Linked DNA regions of Triticum aestivum: region 2 is linked to region 1. A link is a contact called in public Hi-C data. All regions are on one chromosome and are shown on one strand. The core of a region is the stretch at or near the end of the contact, and the rest is flanking DNA. Distances in the headings are between cores, read along the strand shown.

Region 1 (6,641 bases), core at 1,570-4,069:
TCGAGTCAGAGTCGTGAAAAAACTCTCAAGGTCATTTGGGGGCTTCCTGTTCAAACATAAGTCGTATTCAAACCAAAAAGAACATAGCTGTCGGTACCCTCTTGATCGGCGCACCGGTATGAGGGGCGTCGGTGAGCCGGATGAATAGGGCCGGTGTGAGGGGGTCGGCTGGGTCATGATTTTATGCCCGGTCCTTGACAGGCCGCTGAGACATATATGGGTGTGATTGAGGAGCCCAGATGCTCTGAGTTCATTTCAAACGCAGACCCTCAAAACACACACAAACGTTCGAATCGAGGTGTCCGAAGGATGTAAGCCATCCAATGTGATGCTACATCTATGCGCAGACGTGTCCGCTTGTCTCAATTCTCGCAAATCGGACGAAGACCAAGGGGAGGTTCGCCAGAGTTTGGACATCCACCACGTACGCGCCTAGCCGGCCGGACCCACCCAAAACACTCTCCGTGCGAAACGGTTGACGCACATTCATGCCGCTCAAGTTGCTTCAGAGTGGACGTGACTCTACAACGTTGATGCCATTCAGAGCGATGCGGTCGGATGAGGCGGCGGTGCCGCTTCAATGGTGACATGACCAGGCATACGGAAGGGCCACTAGATAGCCCGACCAGGCATACGAGGTCACCGGTCATCGTCCGCTATAAATTACTTTAGAGTTTTTCTAAGTTTTAGTTGAATATACAAAATATCATTCGGTTTATGTAAATTATATCAATTATTTGTCATTTGCATGGATTACATCATGTTTGCATAATATCTGTCCATCTGGTTTAAATTTTGCTTGTATTGCGGACGAAAGTTTAGGGCAAGCTTTCGATGACCGGCTACATATCAATGTCCACGGATGCAACAAATACCATGTCTTTTTTCGGCCGGCGTTAGAGATGCCCTAACGTAACTTGTAGCTTTATCACGTACTCCCACCGTTGAAAAAAATATAAGAGCGTGTAAATCACTAGTACTCCCTCCGTCCGGAAATACTCGTCGGAGAAATACATAAAAATAAATATATCTAAAGCTAAAATACATCTAGATACATCCATTCCTCCGACAAGTATTTCCGGACGGAGGGAGTACTTCTTTACAGAGGAACGTATATTTGTCGTTGGTTTTTGTGACAGCGTGTTCATTCTGACATTCTCTCCTTACATTTGTTCAGCTTCCAATAAATGGGAGATCCTTTGTTTAACAACAGTCGAGGTATACAGCAATTATTCCGTGTTCATGCTTCTTCGAAATGTAGCCATGTCGTATTACTTGCTGACGCTCAGATCCCGGCAACGTTGCACGAATTGGGCCAAGCTCCGGTAGCTCGTGCCGCCGTCGGCGACTGCCTTCGCCGCCGCATCCTGGACGCTTACCGCCTTATTCCTCACTGTCTCGTCCGCCATTACAGCCTTCACCTTCTCCGCGATATTCTCCCCGCTCACCACTCCCTCCTCCCCCTCCCAGCTCCACCGCTCCTCCCAGACGCCGAGCCCGCTGCGCGCCACCACGCCGGCGTTCACCCGCTGGTCCCCGAACCTCGGCCACGCCAGAACCGGCAATCCGTTCGCCGCCGCCTCCGTGACCGAGTTCCAGCCGCAGTGGCTGATGAACAGACCGATGGATTCCTGCTTCAAGACCTCTTCTTGCTCCACCCAACCCTTGGTCACCATGCCCCGCCCGTGCACACGCTCCAAGAACCCTTCGCCGAGCAGCTCGCTGAGCTCGGCCTCGTCCTCTCTGTCCACGACGGTGCTTTTCACCACCCACAGGAACCGGTGGCCGCTCGCCTCGAGCCCGACGGCGAGCTCCTTGAGCTGGTCCTTGGATATGGCCTTGCGGCTGCCGAAGCTGACGTACACCACCGATCTCGTCGGCTGCGCCTCGAGCCACCGCATGTAATCAGCTTGATTTTCCGGCGGTTCACCTGCCGAAAAGCTCACCGGAGCGAGTGGCCCAACTGAGAAAACCGGTGGGAACCCGGCAGCGACGGAGCCATCCCGGAGTGCAGATATGGCTTCTGGCTCGAACTCGTCGAAAGAATTGACCAGGAGGCCGTCTGATTTCGCGAGCTCCCGGCCGTTGGCGACGAACTGCCGGGTGAAGAGGTGCTCGGGGTGGTGCAGAGCCTGCGGGATGGAAGCCTTGGGGACGCGGTACACGCCGGGGATGTCGACGTCGCCGACGGGGCCGCCGGCATTCGCGTCGAGGTAGGCGGGGAAGTGGACGCACAGGGAGAGCATCGCGGCGGAGGCGGTGAACAGGACGTAGCAGGGGAGGCGGAGCTCCCTGGCGACGGGTATGACGACGGAGGCCAGCGCGATGTCCGTCACGAGCGCCGACGCGCCGGCACCGGCGAGGAGCGGGCCGAGGAGAGGCGCGGAGCGGCGCATGGCCTCGAAGCGGAGGAAGAAGGGGTCGGCGCCGGGGAACTCGGACGCGTCGAACCGCGCGAGGTGGAAGTCGAGGCGGCGCACGGCCGGGCACGCGCCGAACAGGGCATCGAGGTGCGCGGACTCGGCGGACGACACGGTGGGGAGCACGGTGACGACCGAGACGCCGCAGCCGTGGTCGGAGGAGGAGAAGGACACAGCGAGGCGGCTGAACGGGACGAGGTGGCCCATCCCGGCGCTCGGGAGGAGCACGACATGGGGCAGGGCGCCCGAGCCGTCGCCGGAGGTCGGCATTGCCGTCGAGACCGTGGAGGTTTTCTCGTTGCTGGAAGTGCGAGGAGCGTGGATGCTCTGCTCTTTTTGGCTGGCTCGTGCAGGGCAGGAGGGATAAAGCTCTGCCAAGTCCAGGTGGCTTAATACTAGAGGGCCTCGTTGTTTTGGGAGATGTAGCAGTGCTCTGCGCCGCACGACTCAACAACCAGTTCAGTAGTACAGTAGTCCACAAGCGAATTGCCAGCCAGCGGCGCAGTAGTTGCAACGTCCGGACAGATATACCTGCACGTCGTGTGTGTGAAGTGTGAACTTCATTGCGGAAACGAAGAAGATCTCCACGACCACAAGAACACTGTTCCGCAACTCATGCCGGCGAGTCCGGTTCAGGGTTGCGGAGCGGGAGCGAACGTCGTAGTCGATCATACACAGGTACAGAAAGTAAGTTGACACACAAAAGTAGAGGGGAGTCTTTCTTTATTAATCAACATCAACTGTACATCCACAGGGTGCTCTCCTCCTCATATATCTAGGGATGGAGGAATAAGTGCCTACTTTAACGTTAAGTGGAGGGACTTGGTCTATAATGGGCCAATGACTTGTTCCATCTAAGGCCCAAGTTTCCCAACAAACACAACAGATGACCAATTGCACGATAGGACTGAAGCACCACTGCATCCGCAGGAAACAGCACCTGTATTTTCATTATTCGGCCACGTCAGCAGGGAAGCAGCTTATACAGGACTGCACGACACAGCACCCGCTGACACTCCCCACGCAAAACAAAACCCCAGCAAACAAAAAATACACTGGACATAGCTGGTAATCCTTGTTGGAAATAACCAACATCTTTTAGAGAATCGCTTGTGACCGGTGCGCCGGCCCAAACTTCGGCCGGTCTTGTTCATCACGCAGTGCTGCCTAATCCACTCGCGTGGCTCCTTCTCCAATCGTTTTCTTCGGCAAACTCTTCCGAGCAGGCTCCCATGGCGCCGCCGTGAGCTACTCCAACGCCGTTGCCATCTCGTTGGCCATGACCGCTATCTCCCAAGCTGCTTCGTCCACCTCCCACCATTGGATGCGACCGCAAGCTGCTTCGTCCACCTCCCGTTATTGGTCGCATTCGACGGAAGACGCTGCTACAACCATCGAAATCAAAAGCTGGAACTAGGTATTGCAAAAGCTACTACCGGCAAAGAAAATGCTGGAACCAGCAATCAAAACATGGGATTGGGAGATGAAATTGCTACAACCGACAAATAGAAAGCTGGAGCCGACAAAGCTGCAACCGGCTAAATCGAAAACAAAGCTATACCAGGAGCACGGCGGCCTTGCAAAAATAATGGTGTTGCATCCACAGCAGTTGCTGGCAACGGCCGTCGCGGCCAACGAGGTCTTGAATTTGTTACAACCGGCAACCGCAAAAGCTACCATCGGCGATTTTTTTTTGCTTCGACAGACATGGATGGGGATCCTCAATTTTGTTACAACCGGCAACCAGAAACGATACCACAGGGCGAGTTTTTTAGCTACATCCGTTCATGGATTAGCTGCAAGCCGCGACAGGCGGTAACGGCGTTTTGCTGCAACCGCGTTTGGGTCTTGCTACCACTGGTGATGATTTTTGCTACATCCACGCATTTTGGTTGGAACCACGAACTGACAGAAATTCTGGACCCCGTGAACACACAAGCTCCCCGGCAGTGACCACGACCAGGGTAGGAGGTGTTGCAGCTGCAGCCGGAATCTCGACTAGCAGATGCTGGAAGCGGCGACAGCCGGTGCTAAGAGCCACATCGGCAAATGTTGCATGTGTCGATGGCCGGCGGCGATGGAGTTGTGTGGCTTCATCATCCAGCTGCGGCGAAGGCGCAACCTGATGCGACGGAGGGCGACGGGTGGCCCGCGGTGCGGGAGACTACTCCCAGAGCAGGGGATTTTTTTTCTGGAGGGGATCTCGCGGGCTCGTGGTGTTGGGAGAACGAAAACGACGCGCGGGCGGGGGGGGGGGGGCAGCTAGCGGAATCGAGCAGCCAGGAACGTGCGAATCGGGCGGCTGGCATACGACCGGCCCAACCGTTCGGCCGGCGCGCCGGCGCCTATCACTGCCCCATCTTTTATAAGCCGGCACAACTGGGCACACTTTCTGCCCTCTAACGCACTTAGGCCTCGGTTCATAGGATAGGAATAACATAAAAATAGGAAAAATCCTACACGCTATCTCCCGTCAGATTTGTTGCACGAATTTTGGCAAATAGAAAAGCTGGTGAACGTTAGAATTCTGGTCCCTCATTTTTTTCCTCCTGTTTTTTTGAAAAATGGCAAATTGTGTTCTTTTTTGCTTAGGATACATGGCATTTCTTCTAAAAAAATCAACATGGCAGTTTTTATATTTATTGAAACTATGTTCACAAGTCAAATTTGTTTTTGTACATGGCAGTTTTTATATTTTTTTGAAACTATGTTCACAAGTCAAGCTTGTTTTTGTACAACATGGCAGTTTATTAATATTAGGGATGAAATTTATTATTGCGGATGACATTCTTTTTCAGTGGCATGGCTGTTTTGTTGTTAAGCGCATGGCATGTTTGTTTTTATAAATGGCATGCCAATTTTTTTCTAAGTGCATGGCATTTTTGTTAATAATAGGTGGCATCTTTATTATTTGAGAGGATGTCATTTTTAATGTTGAGGTGATGGCATTTTTATTTTTAATGGCATGACAATTTTTATTGCTAAGGACATGTAATTTTTTATTAGTAATAGGATGCCATTTTTATTATTGAGAGGATATCGTTTCATCATTGAGAGGATGGCATTTTTATTGTTAATGGTGTGGCAATTGTCATTGGGGCTTATGTAGACATACTTTTTTTATCTAGTGGATGGCATTTTATAGAGTAGCATGACAATTTTCACATATTCAGAGCATGGCATTTGATAAATTTATATGATTTAGTTTGTTCATGGCATTTTCTACCTAGAGAGGTGGCAATTTTTAATTATGTATTTTTCATGTAGAAATATCCAGGCTCGAGATATAATTTGTTTTTTGCGGCCCGTTAATGCATTTTTTGGGCCAGATGAGGTCACGCTGGGACCCACTACAACGAATGTACAAGGAGAGGACCTTCCATTCTGTGGTTTCCCGTCTCCCTAGTAGAGAACAAAACGATCGCGCGAGGCTGGCTATGAGCTGACGGTAGCCAGATATTAGGGACCTTAATTCATAGTTAAGATTTTTTTTCAACAGTTCATGCTAAATTTTTTCTTAGAAATGTAAAGGATAAGAATCAATCCTACATCAAAATGAGAATTCACTCTTAGTAGCCAAAAGGCTCTAAAGAAAATTTTCATATAAAAATCTACAAGCAAAAAACCAAAGAGGCCTTAGCGTTTTGGCCATCCAATCGAGAATCTGCATCGTCTTGCCGTCGGACCTTTGATCTAACGCAACACTTCTCACTAACTGGGCCGCACGTCCTAAAGGGTCGCTATTCCCGTCGAAAATTTGTTTACCCCTAGTTATCAAGGCCTACTTCCCGCATGAAGTCCACGAGTAACTCCTCTCTTGAGCCCTCCCTTTGCGCATTCCCTACTCAATGCTCCTTGCATCAAACTGGGCAGAACCTATAAAACACCCGTGTGCGTCCGTTCGTCGCTGCTTCACTAAAGCGAAGGGAGCGAACTAGGCGCACGGGCCGGCCCACTTCAAGCGAGACCTGGTTTTGGGAACCTTCTAGTCCCTCCGTTCCTAAATATTTGTCTTTTTAGAGATTTCAAATAGACTATCACATACGAATGTTTATAGACATATTTTAGAGTATAGATTCACTCATTTTGCTCTGTATGTAGTCACTTGTTGAAATTTTTATAAAGACAAATATTTAGAAATGGAGGGAGTAGTAGGTTCCCTGAACCGGGTTCTTTTGTATTTTTTTTCCTGTTTCTATTTGTTTACCTTTTGTTTCCTTT
Region 2 (7,131 bases), core at 133-2,632, 170 kb before region 1:
GGCACCCCCGGAACCTAACGCCTAAAGTTTGGCATCCTCCATACTCCACATATCCATTAGACTTGAGCTAAAAAGTTTGATCTGATAGCTGAGAATATTTTTTTTCATAAAATGATTGTTGAGAATATATACTTGGAAAATGATACCTAGCACAAGCACTATGCCTTTTCTCTACAAGCTCTACCAAAAGCATTCATTCTCTCCCTTTTGTGACTGTCATTGGACATGTACTTTGGCAAAAAGAAAAACATTGGCGATGTAAGATGAGAACTCTAATCTCCTTTTAAGCAAGAACCTGATAACTAACAGCATCAAATTAACCATATAATTGTGCTTGGGAGAACACCATGTCCACCTAGTCAGTATAATTAGCACCGAAAAGTGTGAGTCTGAACAGATCAGTCCATGAAAACCTAGGTCAGCATCAACAACAGTTTAGAACTTCCTCGATTGCAGCTCCTCGACGGGCCGACTTTTTCAATCGTTATTCTTCACGGAAGCTCTGAACCCCTAGCAGCCAGCCAGGTGTGGTGGACTGGCGGTGCCGCCTTTGAAAGTTCCAATCATACAAAGCCAAAACCCTCTTGAGACCAGTCCAAGAACATGACCTTGTTTGCAACCACCCTTTGCCAGCCAATCCCTTGTCTATGTAAACGTTGCTGGGACCCATTGGTGGTCGATCCAAGACCAGACTTGCTTCTACTGTGTTCTTACCAACTGTTTCGGAATGTTAGCCGCCGATCTTAACGTGACACTTTGACTACCGGTAACTTTGTAACTTCTACATTCATGTTGCAAAATCGTCACTGTTCTGGTTATTACCTCATGAAGGCAACTAGTAATAAGATAGCTTCGTCGATCTCGCAATGCTAAGGTGAACAAATATTATAGGAGAAATGTTTGATTCAGGAGGTAGGAAAGGGGGAGAAGAGGGTTGCTTGATTACATGGGGTGGGGATGGTGGCGACGACGGGGAAGACGTGCACGAGGTAGACGAAGCTCCGCGGCCTTGCGAGCTGCGTCAGCGCCCACGACAGCGCCGCCATGCTGGACCCGCCCTTGCCCACCGCCACGTACACGTCGTCGGCGTCAGAGATGGCCGCTGCCCCGGGAGGAGGGGGAGGAGGCGGTCCGGCCGTCCGGTCGTCCGGCTCCAACTCCTCTATCTCCCACGTGCTGTCGCCGTTGTTGGTGCGGTCGTCCACCGCGACGCCGACCGCGCCACGATGATCGTCCCGGACGGCCTCGGCCATGCCTCGATCTTCTTGGCCGGCGGGCCTCCCTGACAGGACAGCAGTACCAGCTAGCTCGTGGTGGAGTATGGAGCTTGGAAATGAGACGGAGCAACGGAGACGAAGGGAGGAGGAGGGCTTTGTGTACTCTGTTTCGTCTCAATGTGGCCAGCTGGAGGGGATCGTGTGTATATGTTCTAGTTTGACTTTTTCCTGAAGATTGCTAGTATATTTTTTTAAATGGCACAACTTTTTTGTTATCCTTTAAACCCCATATATATAAAGATTAGAGCAACTCCAATGGGGCGACCTATTTCGTCCGCCGCCGTCCGTTTGGGTCGGAGCAGACAAAAGAGAAGGCCCAACGCGCCGACCCAAACCCAAATCGAGTCCGCTTCGTGTCCGCGCCGACGCATTTGCGGCCCAAATTTGCACCCCAAATGCGTCGGCGCGGATGCGGAACGGACTCCACGCGTGCCTTCTCGGTGTCCGCTGCGTCCCCACCTGGCGGTTGTCCAACTGCCCGCGGTCAGTCTGATCAGCTTAATTTATGACCTCGGGTCGTTCATTTTTAAGCCGACCGTGCGGCGGGGCCGTCCTCATCCACTTCCAGCCAGCCCCCGTCCCCATCTAGCCACACTCTGCTCCCCCTTCGGCGGCAAACCCTAGCCACCCCAGCAAAGCCAGATGGGTCTCTTCTCCGGTGTCGGCAACAGCAAGTCGACGGGCAAGAACCCCACCATTCCTTTTCCCTCTGAGTTCCTCCAGCCTCCGCCGGTGCCAGCTCGCTGGCTGAGGTAGCGCGTCAACGTGCCAGTGCACCAGGCGGAGTGGCACTGGCAGCACCGCGTGCCTCCCTCGTACCCCGGCGCCACCCTGCTGCACGACTGGCACCTGGATTCGGAGAGGATCCTAGTGCCGGCGACGCCGCGGTCGGCTAGGGCGCACGAGAAGGAGGTGCGGCGCCGGAGCAGCGCCGCGACGCCGCGTACGCCTTTGACTCGTCCAATTGGGCTCGATGGTTCGCCTTCGAGTACGAGGAGGCGAGGCAACGCAGCGTCCGCGAAGTCGACCTAGCGTGCCGCCGCCCCCGCTCGTCGTCCGCGAGGAGGACCAGGAGGCGGCCGTTGCAGCGGTCCTCCGAGAGAGCGAGGAGGACGAGCGGCACAAGGTGGCGGCGAAGGAGGAAGAGGAGGCGGCGTACGAGGCGGCCATGGCCCTCTCCGCGGCGGGCGACTACGTCGTGCCGTCGGTGGCCCTAGCATCCTCGGTCAAAACCGAGCTGGAGCCGCCCCCCTTCGAGCGCTACTCCTGGACGAGAGTAGTGCGCGAGTGGGTCAACGCGACTCGAGCGCGACGCCGAGGACGAGCAGCGCCAGGCCAAGGAGGAGGCGCGTCAAGCCGAGGAGGAGGCACGCCAGGCCGAGGAGGAGGCGCGCCAGGCCGCGCCAGCACAGCTCGCGGCAGCACAGCCAGCGGCCGACATCGCCGCCGCCTGAAACACGGCTTCCCCTGGGCCGGTCCTGCGCCGACGCTCATCGACCTCACGGATGCCGCCCCCGCCGCCTAGAGCAGCGTGCCGCCTCGTAGTTTATTTTAGTTTTAATTTTCATTAATGCAAATGTGGACGCGTGGACTCTCGCTGGCCTTCGTGACCGGCTTTAATGTTTAATTAATATTGTTTTTATTTTAGAAATGCTTGTATTCTTTTTTTTCTCACGCCGTCAAAATGGGTTGGGTCAGCTCTGGACGCATGCGCCAACCTAAATGCGGAAGTGGATATTTATATCCGCCGGACCGACCCAAACAGACAAAAAAAAGAGTCAGTCGTCCGTTTGGGTCGGTCGTTGGATTTGCTCTTAGGCTGCGGCATATTCTGGTACTTTTGATTTATGAGTTGCTGCAGCGTAGCTCCAACTGATGCCCTTCCTTTGGTAGGGCACAAACGTGTCCGTACGGTATGAAGGACAAGGTGGATGATCATGATACATACAGAATAAAAACGGTCAATTAATTTAGTCGTGCGTGTGGTTACACGAACTACAATGAAGGGAGCTGACTGACATGTGTTGAGTAGGCCGGTTCCCGACAGTGCACCGGAACACGTTGTTGAGTTGAGCTACTGCATGGCAGAGGGAGATGACGCACATTATCGACTAGTATACGGGGGCAGATTATTGTAATGCGGATTATTGCTGGGCCAGCGTGGACCAGGAGGGGAATATGCCGGGGGATCTCGGTCGGATCCCTTCCGGTGGCGATGGCGATGCGGGGCTGCCTCGGGGTCAAAGGGGAGGGAGGGCCAGCTGACGCCTTTGAATCGTCCGCCGGTGACCGCCCAACGGCTTGGCAACCAAAAGCGGCCGAATTTCGTGTTTTGACCCTTTTGACAAAAAAAATTAGGATCTGATCCCTGTTTGAATTTTTTTTCGAGATTTGATCCTTTCTCCTATCGCCAGGGCCTCTGGCGGTAGGGTTACAAAGCCAACCGTCAGGGACCCTGACGGTAGGAAACTTATCCACGTCAGCGCGCGGAGACGTCGCCGTCCCCCTCCGTCGCACCCTACCGCCTGCGGGCCTGGCGGTAGGCTGTCTAACCATACCGCCAGGGGCCCTAGCGGTAGGGTCCGGGCAGTTATTTGCCCCGAAACCCCCGCGCCCCTGCCCATCTCCCCACCCCTCCCCCTTCCCCCCGTTGGCAGTTCATCCTTTTCTCCCCCAAGTCGCCCCTCTCTCCCTCTCTCATCTCCTTCACTCCCCCCCTTGGATCTTCACCGATTCTTCACCGTTTTGACGGATCGAGATGGCCCTGAGGAGAGAACCGTAAGCTCCTCTGATCCCTCCAATTAGTTTTTGCAAACTTGCTTCCGATTCGACGCATTATTTGCTTGAAATCCCTCATGTTTTTGAACTTAGATTAGATTTTTTTCCACCTAAGATTGATTGTAGTTGTAGTTCTTAGTTCTTCAGTAAGTAGTGGTATTGGATATGAACTCTAATCAATAGTTCATATGTTAGTGTTGATATGAGGATGTAATGTTGATATGAGGATGAACCCTAGTTTGATGATGCATGTGATATGATGATATGATCTAGTGTGAAGATGGACCCTAGTTTGATGATGCATGTTGATATGATGATATGAAGATGTTGTTTGGAAAATTTTATTTAAAAATATGAAGATATGATGTATGTTGGAGGTTTTTTTGATATGATGCATGTTGATATGATTTGATCCATCATGTGTAGTAGATGTTGTTGGAGGAATATGCTTAAAATTTTATTTTAATATGATTTGAGTTCATTGTTTGTTTGTGTATGCTTATGCTTATGGTGCTTTTGTTTATGAAACTCTATTAAGGCAGCCACCTCTTGCGGACTACATCGACCCACGGTACTGCATGCTGGATTGAGCATTCGACAAGGGTCGTCGTGCCCGTTTCATAGAGAACGGAGAGGTAAGTGATATGAAAGAAATTTTGATCAAAGTTTTCGGATTGATGAAAATGATTTCCTAACTTTTGGCGTTCACTTTTTGACAGACGCTCCAGCCACTGCGCATGAGGGGTCACGGGGTTCATGGGCATATGGACTACCACGAGCGCTACGCGCCGTTCTTCAAGAAAGTTCGTCTGTTGGGTTTCGTGTTGCAGTTCAAGCGTCAACCGCTGACGCTTTTCCACGCGGCTCTCATAGCTTTGATTGACCGGTGGAGACCGGAGACCCATTCTTTCCATCTGCCACGCGGGGAGATGACGGTGACCCTAGAGGACTGGGGGATGATTACTGCAATGCCGATCGAGGGTCATGCACTCACCGGTCGAGTGGAGAGGACCAACTGGCAGGAGAGGGTCACCACCCTCATCGGCGATTGCCCCGATGCCAAGAGTAACCGTACGTCCGGTGTGCCGTTGATCTGGCTCCTGGAGCACCGGAAGACATGCCCCCAAGGCGCAGATGAGGCGACTGTGGAGTTGTACGCGAGGGCCTATCCGTGGTATATGTCGTGGTACTAAGACTGACAGTAGAATAGGGGTTAGGTATGGAGAGGCAAGATCCTAGCTATGGAGTAGTTGTATACGCATGCGATTTACGAGTTCAGGCCCTTCTCGGAGGAAGTAACAACCCTACGTCTCGGAGCCCGGAGGCGGTCGACTGGATTATATGCGTATGAGTTACAGGGGTGCGAACCCTTCTGCCAGTGGAGGGGGGTGGCTTATATAGAGGATGCCAAGACCCCAGCCAGCCCACATAGCGAAGGGTTTAAAGTACATTAAGGCCTGGCGTTATTGGTAACGCCTTACATAAAGTGTCATCATGACCATAAAGACTACTTAATTACAGACCGTTTGAATACAGAGTGGTTCTTGAACTTCCGGTGGTCGAGTGAGTCTTCATGGTCGAGTGTCTTCAAGTCTGTCGAGTGGAATCCCTCTAGGTCGACTGGAATACGGTTTCTTCTAAAGATGTCCTTGGGGAGGGTACCTTGGACAGGTCCATGACCCTACCCTAGGTACATGACTTCATCATTAGCCCCCGAATGGATCGAGGTTTGAGTGAGGAAGGAGTTGATAACCTTTCCGACCTATTTTCTGGTGCTGTGAGTGTGTCTTACTCTGGATCAATGACTTTTTAGTGATGGTGTCAACTTCTCTTTCAGCCGCCTTGATCCATTCTTTATATCTGTCGAGTAAACTCTATGAACTTGGAGATTTCTGAGCGACGGATCGCAGGAGATCTTCCGTCCGACAAGTTGCTCTGCTGTTAGCGGATTTAGTGGGATCCGAATTTCGGGAAGCGCGCGAAGTGGGGAAGGCCGCGGTACTCGGATGGGATAAGGCAGAGACACCTCGATTTCTGCGCCGCCTTTTTCGCCACGTATCGCTCGCGCGTCTGTTTCGGGATTTGACAGGATTGCCCGGGCCTACCAGTCAGCCACTCGGAAGCGACTCCATATAAGGCACCGGGCGAAGGTTTTTTGAACAGTGCTCCCTCATTTTCCCCTCCCCCGTCTTCAGATTCATCTGCGGTGCTTGCTATCTGTTCAGCGCTGCCGCTCCGTACCAGCCTCGTCGGCAACAACGGTGAAGGAGAAGACGGCGGCTTTGGAGCGGGCGAAGAAGGCGACGGCGAAGGCGAAGGGGAGAGCGACCAGTCGGGTTGGATCCTCGTCGCGGTCCAGCCTGCCGCAAGGTTGGATCCAGGGGGATTGGATCCGCTCGACCATCACCCAGAAGGATCTCGACGACCTGGCCAACGAAGGGTTGATCGAGCGCGGGGCAGCTAGGCTTCCGGGGACAGAGTGGCAGCCTCAGCCTCAGGCGGGTGAGTGTGTCCTCTTAGCCACCCATGTCGATCGTGGGTTTTCTCTGCCGCCACATCTTTTCTTTCGGGGGTTTCTGAACTTCTTTGGGGCACAACTCCACCACTTCACACCCAACTCCATTGCCTATCTCGCCGCTTTCGTGTCTCTGTGCGAAAACTTCTTGGGTTGTCGGCTGCACTGGGGCCTTTTCAAACACATATTCACTTGTCGCTCTCAGACGGTGAAAAAGGCCAATCCGAATGACGAGAGAACCCAAGTAATCCAGATGTGTGGGGGTCTTGGAGTCCAAATGACGAGTAAGAGTGCTTTCCCAGCCATGACCCTTCCCGAGTCAGTTAGAGGGTGGCAGTCAACCTGGTTCTACTGCCAGGACCAGTCGACGCCAGGGCAGTCGACTGGGCTCCCTCCTTTCTCCATGAGTCGAGTGAACAAGCAATCCTCTCTGAAGGTGCTTCCGGAGGAGAAGGCTCAGGTTAAAATGTTGATGGAGCGTGTAGTCCAGCTCATTCGTGACGGGGTCACTGGCATGGATCTTCTGGAGGTTTTCCTTTGATGGCGCATTCAACCACTCCA

What was found. A called contact is a pair of places that touch in the nucleus more often than the background predicts.
Region 2: a contact with region 1 is called in a Hi-C map of leaf, with 4 times the contacts expected there. The contact joins the promoter of LOC123157254 here to the promoter of LOC123158939 in region 1. A contact is called at or near these places in 2 of 5 Hi-C or Micro-C datasets (both in leaf) and 1 of 1 datasets of contacts at active chromatin or transcription factors (leaf).

What each region holds. Positions count from the first base shown.
Region 1 is chr7B:147,522,471-147,529,111 of IWGSC CS RefSeq v2.1, reverse strand. It overlaps LOC123158939 (UDP-glycosyltransferase CGT), which reads right to left and starts at 2,819. Exons shown (of 1, transcript XM_044576759.1): 1 at 1,003-2,819. The coding sequence starts at 2,690. The coding sequence ends at 1,272.
Region 2 is chr7B:147,694,140-147,701,270 of IWGSC CS RefSeq v2.1, reverse strand. LOC123157254 (U-box domain-containing protein 35) reads right to left here and starts at 1,382. Exons shown (of 4, transcript XM_044575515.1): 1 at 947-1,382. The coding sequence starts at 1,253.